Linked DNA regions of Arabidopsis thaliana: region 1 is linked to region 2. A link is a contact called in public ChIA-PET data. All regions are on one chromosome and are shown on one strand. Each heading gives the region's core, a stretch centred on a gene start, on an enhancer-like site or on the middle of the called end of the contact. The rest is flanking DNA. Distances are from core to core; before and after follow the strand shown.

Region 1 (5,159 bases), core at 620-3,119, 90 kb after region 2:
TCATCAGTAAGCCATTTTTGCAAATTTTCCTGAAAAAACAAACACCATATAAGTAACGACAATTAGCACCACAAAAGGCTGCAATGAATTAAAATATATACATGAAACAAGAGTTATGAAATTATAGTTATTAGTTAGTATACATCAATTACGTAAAAAGATCCTAACCCTAACGCAGCAGGCAAACACAAAATAAATCAGCGAATTACCAAAATAAAGAAGTGATTACACAGACACAATGGAAGTTATTCAAAGAAAATTATTCAAGGTACAGGGAGTAACATGATGAAAACTACACATACCCCAGGGACGTAGGGCCTGGCCTGAGGAGGCTCCCACTCCTCCTTCACATTCATCAACCTGTCAAAATCATCGAACATGTTTACAGCAAAGATGTGAGACTTGTCCAACTTGTAGCCATGAGACTTTTCCTTAGCGTTTTGTGCTTCCTGCAAAGAGCCCCAGACATTGAGAGAAACTCTTAGGAAATACTCAACCATTAAGAACAACCTAGTTTGGGCTCCTTTCTAACAAGAGAAATAAAGTATTGAAACATATGACGCCGACATTATTGCTTCAGAATCCAACAAAACAGAGATTAAGCTAATCAAGTAGATAAATAACCTGAGGAGTGTTGAACTCAATAAAACAGTAGCCCAATGTCATCTTGGTATCGGGATCAACAGGCATCCACAGTCCATTTTCCTTAATCACACCTAACTGGTTGTAAATTTTCTTGACAACACCTTCAAGTTTCTCAAACTTCTCCTTGGGAACAACAGGGAGGTGATCGACCACGATAATGTTACCGAATCCAGTGTCGAATTCAGACTGGTCATCCTGGTAAACAGCTTCATCATCACTACAACCATCACAGAAAAAAAAAGTGTATAACGAATCAGTTCCATTTTTCATACGTTCATAGATAAAATGTATAAATATAATAAGCTTTGCACCATCAAGGAAAGAGATAAACCAATTCGAAATACACAAAATTTTCATACATACAATAGCAAAACCTAGAATAAAATCATCCCATCGTATAAACACAAGAAGATTAGAAATAGAAGTGACCGTATATGAACAACCAGAGATCTAAAGGAAAATCTCACCTCTCGATCCCAAAGTCTTCTCCAGGAGGAAGTTGGATGGAATCAAAATTAACCTGAGACCAATCAATCCCTAACTTAGCAGCTCGGGCATCAATATCAACGACCTCCATGATTTCAAACCTTATATCAAAAATCTGCCAAAGAAAGCCATATAGAGAGAGCTATCAGTCTTTAACACATTCCAACTTTAAGTCGATAAATAAATGTGAAAAATCTGAGTCTTTAGATCTAAAAGTAGGTTTTTTGTTAACCCTAAACAAGTATTAAAACAACAAACTACCATGGCCAAATGTTCAAAGACTAAAACTTTGAATCATCACTCCCACTATAATGTAAATCTAAAACCATGCCTATAGAAATTATTAACTATACTCTAGTTTTATTTAATCTAGAACCCAACAACAGGTGAAATGGAGAAAAATGGCAAAATTTTCCTGAAGGCTCTCTTATATCTATTGCATCGTTCTGGATCCTGTCTCATAGCTACATAAGAAAAGACAAAAAAAACAAATGAACACTGAAATCGAGATAAGAAACGTACCCAATACAGAGATCAGCCGAGAGCAAAAAACAAAGAAGAAGACGGCGCTTGAAGGTGAGGAAGAAGGAGCGATTGTTTTCAGGTCTTTTTGGATCATACGACGTCGGTTCCTTAAACGGGCTTATAAATATTTATATGGGCCGGGTAAGCCCAATTCAATAGTAATCAGTAGATCTAATTTATTGTCTTTCTCTCGATTAGCTTTTTTTTTTTTTTAACAATAATCCGTCTCTTTCATTTGGTGTCCTCGAGAACCAAATTCGGATAATCTCTCATCGGAGGATCGTTGTTGTTGTTGCTAGGGTTCTTATCGATTTGTAATGTACAAAACTAAATTAATCCCGGTGATGAACGAGGATGCTGTGATTGTTCAACAAACGGATTCGATTCAGGATCCTAAGGTAACTCCAGATGATACTGTAGTTGATTCGAGCGGGGATGTTCACGAAGCCATTGATGATGATGTTGAAGCTTCTTCACCTATGGAGCTAGATTCGGCGGTTACAAATGACGCTAGGGTTCTCGAAAGTGAGAGATCGGAGAAAGATGGTGTCGTAGGGAGTGAGGAGGAAGATGAGATTAAAAGCGAGGATGTTTTAATTGATAAGGATGATGAGAGTTCTGAGGTTAAAGAAGAAGAAGAAGAAGAAGATGGCTCTGATGATCAATCTAGTGAGCTTGGTTCTGAAGCTGATGAGAAGGAATTAGATTTGGGTTTGAAGGAAGAGAAAAAAGGAGTTTCGGATTATAAATCTCTTTTATCTGAGTTTGATGATTATGTTGCAAGTGAGAAAATGGGTTCTGGAGTTTCGAGGGCATTGAGTTATGGGTTTGAAGTTGGAGATTTGGTTTGGGGAAAGGTAAAGTCTCATCCTTGGTGGCCTGGTCATATATTCAATGAAGCTTTTGCGTCTCCTTCTGTTCGTCGTATGAGGAGGATTGATCATGTTCTTGTTGCGTTTTTCGGTGATAGTAGTTATGGTTGGTTTGATCCTGCTGAGCTTATTCCTTTCGAACCGAATTTAGAGGAGAAATCACAGCAGACGGTTTCGAAGCATTTTGTGAGAGCTGTGGAGGAAGCCAAGGATGAGGCGAGTAGAAGGTCAGCTCTTGGTTTGACTTGTAAATGTCGGAATCCTTATAACTTTAGGCCTAGTAATGTGGAAGATTACTTTGCTGTTGATGTGCCTGATTACGAGCTTCAAGCCGTTTACTCTGTTGATCAGATTAAGAATTCTAGGGATAAGTTTTTACCCGCTGAAACCATTTCGTTTGTGAAGCAATTGGCGTTAGCACCTCAAGAGTGTGATCCAGACAGTTTAAAGTTTATGAAGAAGAAAGCAGTGGTTTTTGCTTTCCGCAAGTCAGTGTTTGAGGAGTTTGATGAAACTTATGCACAGGCCTTTGGGACAAAATCACCCCGCAGTTCAGTGAGTACGCTGGAACCTCATAATAGAGCACCGCCTCGAGGTATTAGCCACTTTTCAGAAAATCATGTTATTGTTTGTATATGGGTTTTTTCGTTGTAGACTTGAAACAGCTTTCATATGTGTTACATAGATATTAGATACTGTAACTTGGTTTTAGGGTTTTACTTTTAGATCCTCTGTGCTCATGATTTTAGGATTTATATCTTTGTAGTTGAATTCTTTACATAGCATGCTTGAAAGAATAGTGAAGTCTCATTGATGCTAAACTGTGCATTCGAAAACGTGGCCTGATAACAATTCTGCGCCTCTTTCTACTATGGAGAGTCCCGCATACATTTACCTTGTTTGCTTTATTGTTCATTTTCTTGGTGGGTGATGTGTTGTTTCAATTTCTCTTATTTCCAGCTCCCTTGAGTGGCCCACTGGTCATAGCAGAAACGCTAGGTGACCTTAAGAGCTCTAAAAAACCCACAAAGGTTAAGGTCTCTAAAAAAAAAGACAAGTATCTTCTCAAACGAAGGGATGAAGCTGGTGATAAGTCTGTTCAGTTTGGCGAAATTGAAGCAAGTTCAGAAGCTTCTCATATCCAGGGAATTGATGGATCTTTGGATGGGGATTTTGGGCTGCAGAGAAGAGCTCCGACGCTTCAAACTCCAATGAAAGATGAGAAGTCTGGGATCGTCAGCATGGATTTTGCCTCTTCAAATACAGCTATTCCTGGTAAAGAATTTTCAGCTTCAAAGCCCTCTCTTGATGAAGAAAAGGGTCTAGCTGAAAAATCAAAGGAGAGAATGGAAGAAAGAGCTGCTGTACTTCCAGAGCATGGGAAATCTGAAGCTATGGCGAGTCTTAAACCTAAAGAAGAAGCTGGAACAGATCTTGGATCAGCTGGAAGTTCTCTCCAGCCTCTGCTTGAGTCTCATACCTCAGCATCTGAGGGGAAAAGTTCCACAGGGTCTGTAATCAAGAAAGTCAAAGTTGCTAAACGATCTTCAAGTGAAATGAGCTCGGAGAATCCTCCTTCAGAGCCAAAAAAGAAAAAGAAAAAGAAGAAAGAGCCTGATTCTGACCATCCAGTGAAGAGAAAAAATTTGTATTCTGGGGAAGCTGGGGCCAAGAAATTGTCCCAGCTTGGTTCAGCGCATTTACAAACCTATATGGAAGCCGATGTGCCGCAGCTGTTGAGCCATCTGCAAGATCTCTCTCTTGACCCTTTCCACGGTTTATCCGTTGCTTCTTTTGGAACTGCTAGGAAATTTTTTCTCCGTTTCCGTTCACTTAATTACCAGAAAAGCTTGTCTGTATCTTCCTCTGATGCTACTGTCGAAAATGCCAGAGACACAAAACCCTCAAAACCTGTCAAGACAGTGAAGAGAACCGAAGACCCATCAAAAGCTGGAAAAAAACGGCTCTCTTCTGATCGTCAAGATGAAATCCCATCAGCTAAGAAGCTGAAGAAAACTAATCAGTTGAAATCAATGGCTTCTGAAAAGAAGATCATTCGAGAAGCAAAGGATAGTATAAAACCAATAAGAGAGCCAAGCAGGGTGGTACAAGCAAAACCAGCCAGAGGTCAAACCGGGAAGAAAACAGCTCCATCAGTTAAGGTGGTTGAGCCAACAATGCTGGTCATGAAATTCCCACCTGGCACATCTCTCCCTTCAGCCGCATTGCTAAAGGCGAGGTTTGGTCGCTTCGGGCTGTTAGATCAATCCGCCATTAGGGTTTTCTGGAAATCATCGACCTGCCGTGTTGTCTTTCTGTACAAAGCCGATGCCCAGACTGCTTTTCGATATGCAACAGGAAACAACACTCTATTTGGAAACGTGAATGTAAAGTACTTTCTCCGTGATGTGGATGCTCCTAAAGCCGAGCCTCGTGAGCCAGAAAACACCAAGGAAGATGATGAACCACAGAGCCAGTGGTTGGACCAAGCACCACCGCTTCACCAACCAACATTACCGCCACCAAACGTCAACCTCAAATCCTGTTTGAAGAAACCAGTTGATGACCCGAGCAGTAGTAGCAACAATGGAAACGGTAACCGCGCAGCCGTAAGAGTCAAATTCATGTTAG
Region 2 (4,917 bases), core at 1,838-4,337:
CAGTTTTGGTTGAAGAGCAAAATCTTCCAAAGGAAAAGATGTGGCTCTCCTCTGGGATCTCCACGTTTCTCTGGTTATACACCAGAATTATAGGGTACATAACTCTAAATAGTTGACATTTCTATGTTCTTGCAAACATTTTTTCCGAGTTCTTCATCTTGTTGTGTTTCACGTTTCTTGTTTTTTAGGTTCAATCCGGCTACAGTAGTCATTAACTCTGAGCTTCCATACGGGTCTGGCCTCGGTTCATCAGCAGCTTTATGTGTAGCTCTCACAGCTGCTCTCCTTGCTTCTTCTATTTCAGAGAAAACCCGTGGTAACGGTTGGTCATCTCTCGATGAAACCAATCTTGAGTTGCTAAATAAATGGGCTTTCGAAGGCGAAAAGATCATCCATGGGAAACCTTCTGGGATAGACAACACCGTCAGTGCATACGGTTTGTTCTAACTGTAAAACTCCAAATTCTCGGATCAAAGTTTCAATAATATGTTAGAGAAAACCGTTTCTGTTTCGTGGTGGTTGCAGGCAACATGATCAAGTTCTGCTCAGGCGAGATAACTCGGTTACAATCCAACATGCCTCTGAGAATGCTAATTACCAACACTAGAGTTGGGCGAAACACAAAAGCTCTGGTCTCTGGTGTGTCACAGAGAGCGGTAAGACATCCTGATGCGATGAAGTCAGTGTTCAACGCCGTGGATTCTATAAGCAAAGAGCTCGCTGCGATCATTCAGTCTAAAGACGAGACCTCAGTTACAGAAAAAGAAGAGAGAATAAAAGAACTCATGGAGATGAACCAAGGTCTGCTCCTGTCAATGGGGGTTAGCCACAGCTCAATCGAGGCTGTGATTCTAACCACGGTCAAGCACAAGCTTGTCTCCAAACTTACAGGAGCTGGTGGCGGCGGCTGCGTCCTCACTCTATTACCAACCGGTAAACTTTGTCAGGAACTTTCAATCATCCTTTTTGTCAATTTCGGTTCTTTATTCTTAAATTAACCCCTCTCTGCAAAACAAACTCGTTTCAGGGACGGTGGTGGACAAAGTGGTGGAGGAGCTCGAGTCCAGCGGTTTTCAGTGTTTCACGGCATTGATTGGTGGTAACGGAGCTCAGATTTGCTATTGATCAGGTCGGAAAAATCATATTTGGCCTCTCACCATTCTTAAACTTGCTGACGTGTACGTCAAGAAGGCTGCAATTAGAAATTCAAAGAGTCGATTTTTTCTTATAAATGATGTGTTGAATGTAAAATTGCTTTATTATTATACCATGTGACAAATAATTGAAAAAAGCAAAGATTGTTTAGTTTTTTTTTTTGTATTTTGAAATTGTTATGTTTCATGATGGGAAATATAAAATGACAAAGTTTTTACTTAGATTGTCACATTGATCACATTATTTCCTCGTATATTCATAGTTTGTCCAACTTCATCATTTCATAGATATCATAAGCTGGTCTTTTGGCATGTTCATGCATTCTAAGTAACAATCTGTATAATGGTAAGCTTGCAAGACCAAGACGATGCAAATCTCTAACATATGCAGTTGCTTCTTCAATTTTCTCCTCTTTCTCAAAGTACTCGGCAATCGCCATGACGATGTTATGGGATGGCCTCCAATGACACCGCCTCATTAGTACAAACACTTGGTGCATAGCATCAATGGCTTTCTCCATATTCTCACATTTCACCCATCCCTCCATTAAGATTTCCCAGGTCTTGTAGTTTGGAGTACCTCCTCTCTCCAACACACAACCATGCAATGACTCGGCTTTCCGGATTTCTCCATTACGCACATAAGCACCCAAAAGAACATTGGAGACCCTAACATCATAGTTAAAACATTGAGCCTCCCACTCACTAAACACCCTTTCAGCCTCTTCAAGATCACCAGTTTTCACCAAAGACGACAATACACATATGTAGTTCACACAACTAATCCTACCACAAACCGATTTAGAAACTTCCCACAAACGAACAACTCCTTCCTTATTCCCTAAAGACGCATAAAGCGTGATAAGAAAGAAATATCCAAGCCTATTACTTCTATTCAACATCTTTTCCGCATCCTCAAGCACCAACCTAGCCTTCTCATCAAAACCACTCTTAATATAAACATTAGCTAAAGTACACAACGAACTCCACCCAACTTCAACACTCTTATCACCAACCATTTCCTTATAAACCGTTTCCACAGCCGCAACTCCAGACACTTCACAACATGCATTCATCCAAAGATTATACGAAAGAACGTTTCTTGGTATCTTATTCCCTTTCATCATCGAAACAACCATAACTACTTTCTCATACTGACCACTAGCTTCATAAAGCTTCATCATTTCGTTAAACGGGTGTGGAGTAACAAGAAACCCTAATCCATTCAACTTCTCCATTAGAGCTTCCGCTTCTTTAACCATTTTATTCTTCACATAAGCACGAAGAAGCGGAAGATAAGCCGATTTCGCTACTCTCATAGACACAGAACTATGTAGCAGCTTCTCAAAATACTCCTCTCCTTGTTTCAAGCCATGAGTTTTGATGATCAAATCCAATCTAAGAGCAATGTCATAAACACTAAATTCAATATCTTTTTGATTCTCCATCCACTCCATCATCTGTATATACACACATTACTGGCAAAATCAAAATCAAAAGCTTAGTTCTCAGTTTTAATTAAGGGAAAAATTTCAAACCTGGAGAGCGAGATCGTAACGATTTGATCTAATGAGACGCTTGGAAATCAATCGGAGCTCCGATAAAGAGACGGCATGACCCGAATCGATCCGTTCCTGAAGCAGAGAGGTAACGCTGCGTCGTGGACCGTTCTTTCTCAGTATCTCCTTCAAGCTATTCCGATTTGCGACTGATGACGTGTCCGAACCATCTGCAAGTGAAGACACGAGCCTTGATACTACGCCGGTGGTGTTGAACCTCGTCTTCGCAACCGCAACGCAACGAATCAGCATTTGGATTTTGGAGCCGCCGCGAAACTGGTTCGGTCTTTCTCGAGAATCTCAGAGAAGAGACGGTGAGAGTGGATTTGGGCCGTATTAAATTAAGTTGGGCTTACCCGGCCCATATCAATAGTTATAAGCCCGTTTAAAGAACCGACGTCGTATGGTCAAAAACCTGAAACATTAGCTTCCTTCTTCTTCCTCACCTTCAAGCGCCGACTTCGTTTTCTTCGAATCCAAATTTCTGTGTCTGCTTTTGATTCACAGAGAAGGAGCAGGAAAGATGTTGGATATCAATCTATTTCGTGAAGAGAAAGGTAACAATCCGGAGATTATCCGAGAATCGCAACGCCGGAGATTTGCCAGCGTTGAAATCGTCGATGAGATCATTAAGCTGGACAAGGAATGGCGTCAGCGTAAGTATCCACGATTGATCCATTTGCTCTCTTTTAACGAATTTTGAGCTTTGATGCTATCAAAATTTGTTGTGTTTCAGGTCAATTTGAAGTTGATAGCTTCAGAAAGGAGTTCAACAAGCTCAATAAGCAAGTGGCGCAGCTCAAAATTGTTAGTTTAATCTCAAATTTTATAGTAATCTTCTGTTAGATCCGTAGTGGTTGCTTTTAGGATCTGGAATTTGAGGATTTACTTATTAGTGTGAATGCCATAGTTGGTGAATGATTTAGTTCGTTTGAGCTGCAACATTGATGGGAGTTAGTAATAGTAGGGTTTTGTTTTTGGTTTCTTTGGAATAGAAAAAAGAAGATGCGAGTGAGATTATTCAACAAACTGAGAAAAACAAACAAGATTCTACTGCAAAGGAGGCTGAAGTTCGTGAAGCTTATGCTGCTTTGAAAGCCAAGTTGGAGCAAGTTGGTAATTTGGTCCATGATTCTGTTCCAGTTGATAAGGACGAGGTTAGTGCCATTTCTTTCCTTCAAAGTTAGAAACTTGATTCATGTGGTGGTGAGAGAGAGATATATTTATGGTGTTTTAATGTATGCAGGCTAATAATCTTGTGATTAAACTGTGGGGTGAAAAGCGGTTTTCTACGCCTGGTCTGAAGCTGAAAAACCATGTGGATCTTGTTGAGCTTCTCGGTATTGCAGATACCAAAAGAGGTAGTATTGACTTGCACTTTGCCGACCTCCTTGCTCTGTGTTAAAGGGTTTTTGTGCTATAGGGTTTCAATTGTAATGCTATTTTGGCCTCAGGTGCTGAAATCGCTGGAGCAAGAGGCTTTTTCTTGAAAGGAGATGGTTTGATGCTTAACCAAGCTCTTATCAACTTTGGGTTAACTTTCTTGAAAAAGAGAGGATTCACAGGATTGCAACCTCCTTTTTTCATGAGGAAGGATGTTATGGCCAAGTGCGCACAATTGGCACAGTTCGATGAAGAGCTTTACAAGGTATTTAATTGTTACAAAACATCTGTGTACTTGTCTTGTTAGAGTAGTTTTATTCATAGAAGATTGTGTTTTTTTTTTGTCCAGGTGACTGGTGAAGGAGATGACAAATACCTCATTGCAACTGCTGAGCAGCCTCTTTGTGCGTACCATATTGATGAATGGATTCATCCGACTGAGCTTCCCCTAAGGTATAAACAAACATAGTAACACCTACTCGCAGCTTTAAGACAATTGTTTCTTTAATGTATTGGGAAAATCCGCCAACATTATGTATTTTTTTGGTCCAGATATGCTGGTTACTCATCCTGCTTTAGAAAAGAAGCCGGTTCACATGGAAGAGACACCCTTGGTATTTTCCGTGTTCACCAGTTTGAGAAAATTGAACAGTTTTGCATCACCGGCCCTAACGAGAATGCCTCGTGGGAAATGCTCGATGAGATGATGAAGAACTCTGAAGATTTTTACCAAGCGGTAATCTCGATACCTTAAGTTAAGAAACCTTATACATTTTAATAGTTTCTAAATAGTCAACTGTGTGGTTTCTCTGCAGCTAAAA

Evidence for each region. ChIA-PET counts read pairs in DNA pulled down with a chosen protein or histone mark.
Region 1: an H3K4me3 ChIA-PET map of shoot shows a contact between it and region 2, with 13 read pairs. The contact joins the promoter of AT5G27650 here to the promoter of AT5G27470 in region 2. A contact is called at or near these places in 1 of 26 Hi-C or Micro-C datasets (root) and 1 of 2 datasets of contacts at active chromatin or transcription factors (shoot).

The regions. Positions count from the first base shown.
Region 1 is chr5:9,783,538-9,788,696 of TAIR10.1, forward strand. AT5G27650 (Tudor/PWWP/MBT superfamily protein) reads left to right here and starts at 1,870. Exons shown (of 2, transcript NM_122647.3): 1 at 1,870-3,123; 2 at 3,489-5,159. The coding sequence starts at 1,974. TIF3B1 (translation initiation factor 3B1) reads right to left here and starts at 1,751. Exons shown (of 12, transcript NM_122646.4): 1 at 1,654-1,751; 2 at 1,113-1,246; 3 at 625-862; 4 at 303-449; 5 at 1-29. The coding sequence starts at 1,222.
Region 2 is chr5:9,691,851-9,696,767 of TAIR10.1, forward strand. AT5G27470 (seryl-tRNA synthetase / serine-tRNA ligase) reads left to right here and starts at 3,088. Exons shown (of 8, transcript NM_122629.3): 1 at 3,088-3,369; 2 at 3,450-3,520; 3 at 3,709-3,870; 4 at 3,960-4,074; 5 at 4,168-4,361; 6 at 4,446-4,549; 7 at 4,649-4,832; 8 at 4,912-4,917. The coding sequence starts at 3,237. It overlaps AT5G27460 (Tetratricopeptide repeat (TPR)-like superfamily protein), which reads right to left and starts at 2,994. Exons shown (of 2, transcript NM_122628.3): 1 at 2,693-2,994; 2 at 1,325-2,614. The coding sequence starts at 2,965. The coding sequence ends at 1,412. It overlaps MK (mevalonate kinase), which reads left to right. Exons shown (of 5, transcript NM_122627.6): 2 at 1-94; 3 at 189-436; 4 at 526-933; 5 at 1,028-1,375. The coding sequence ends at 1,125.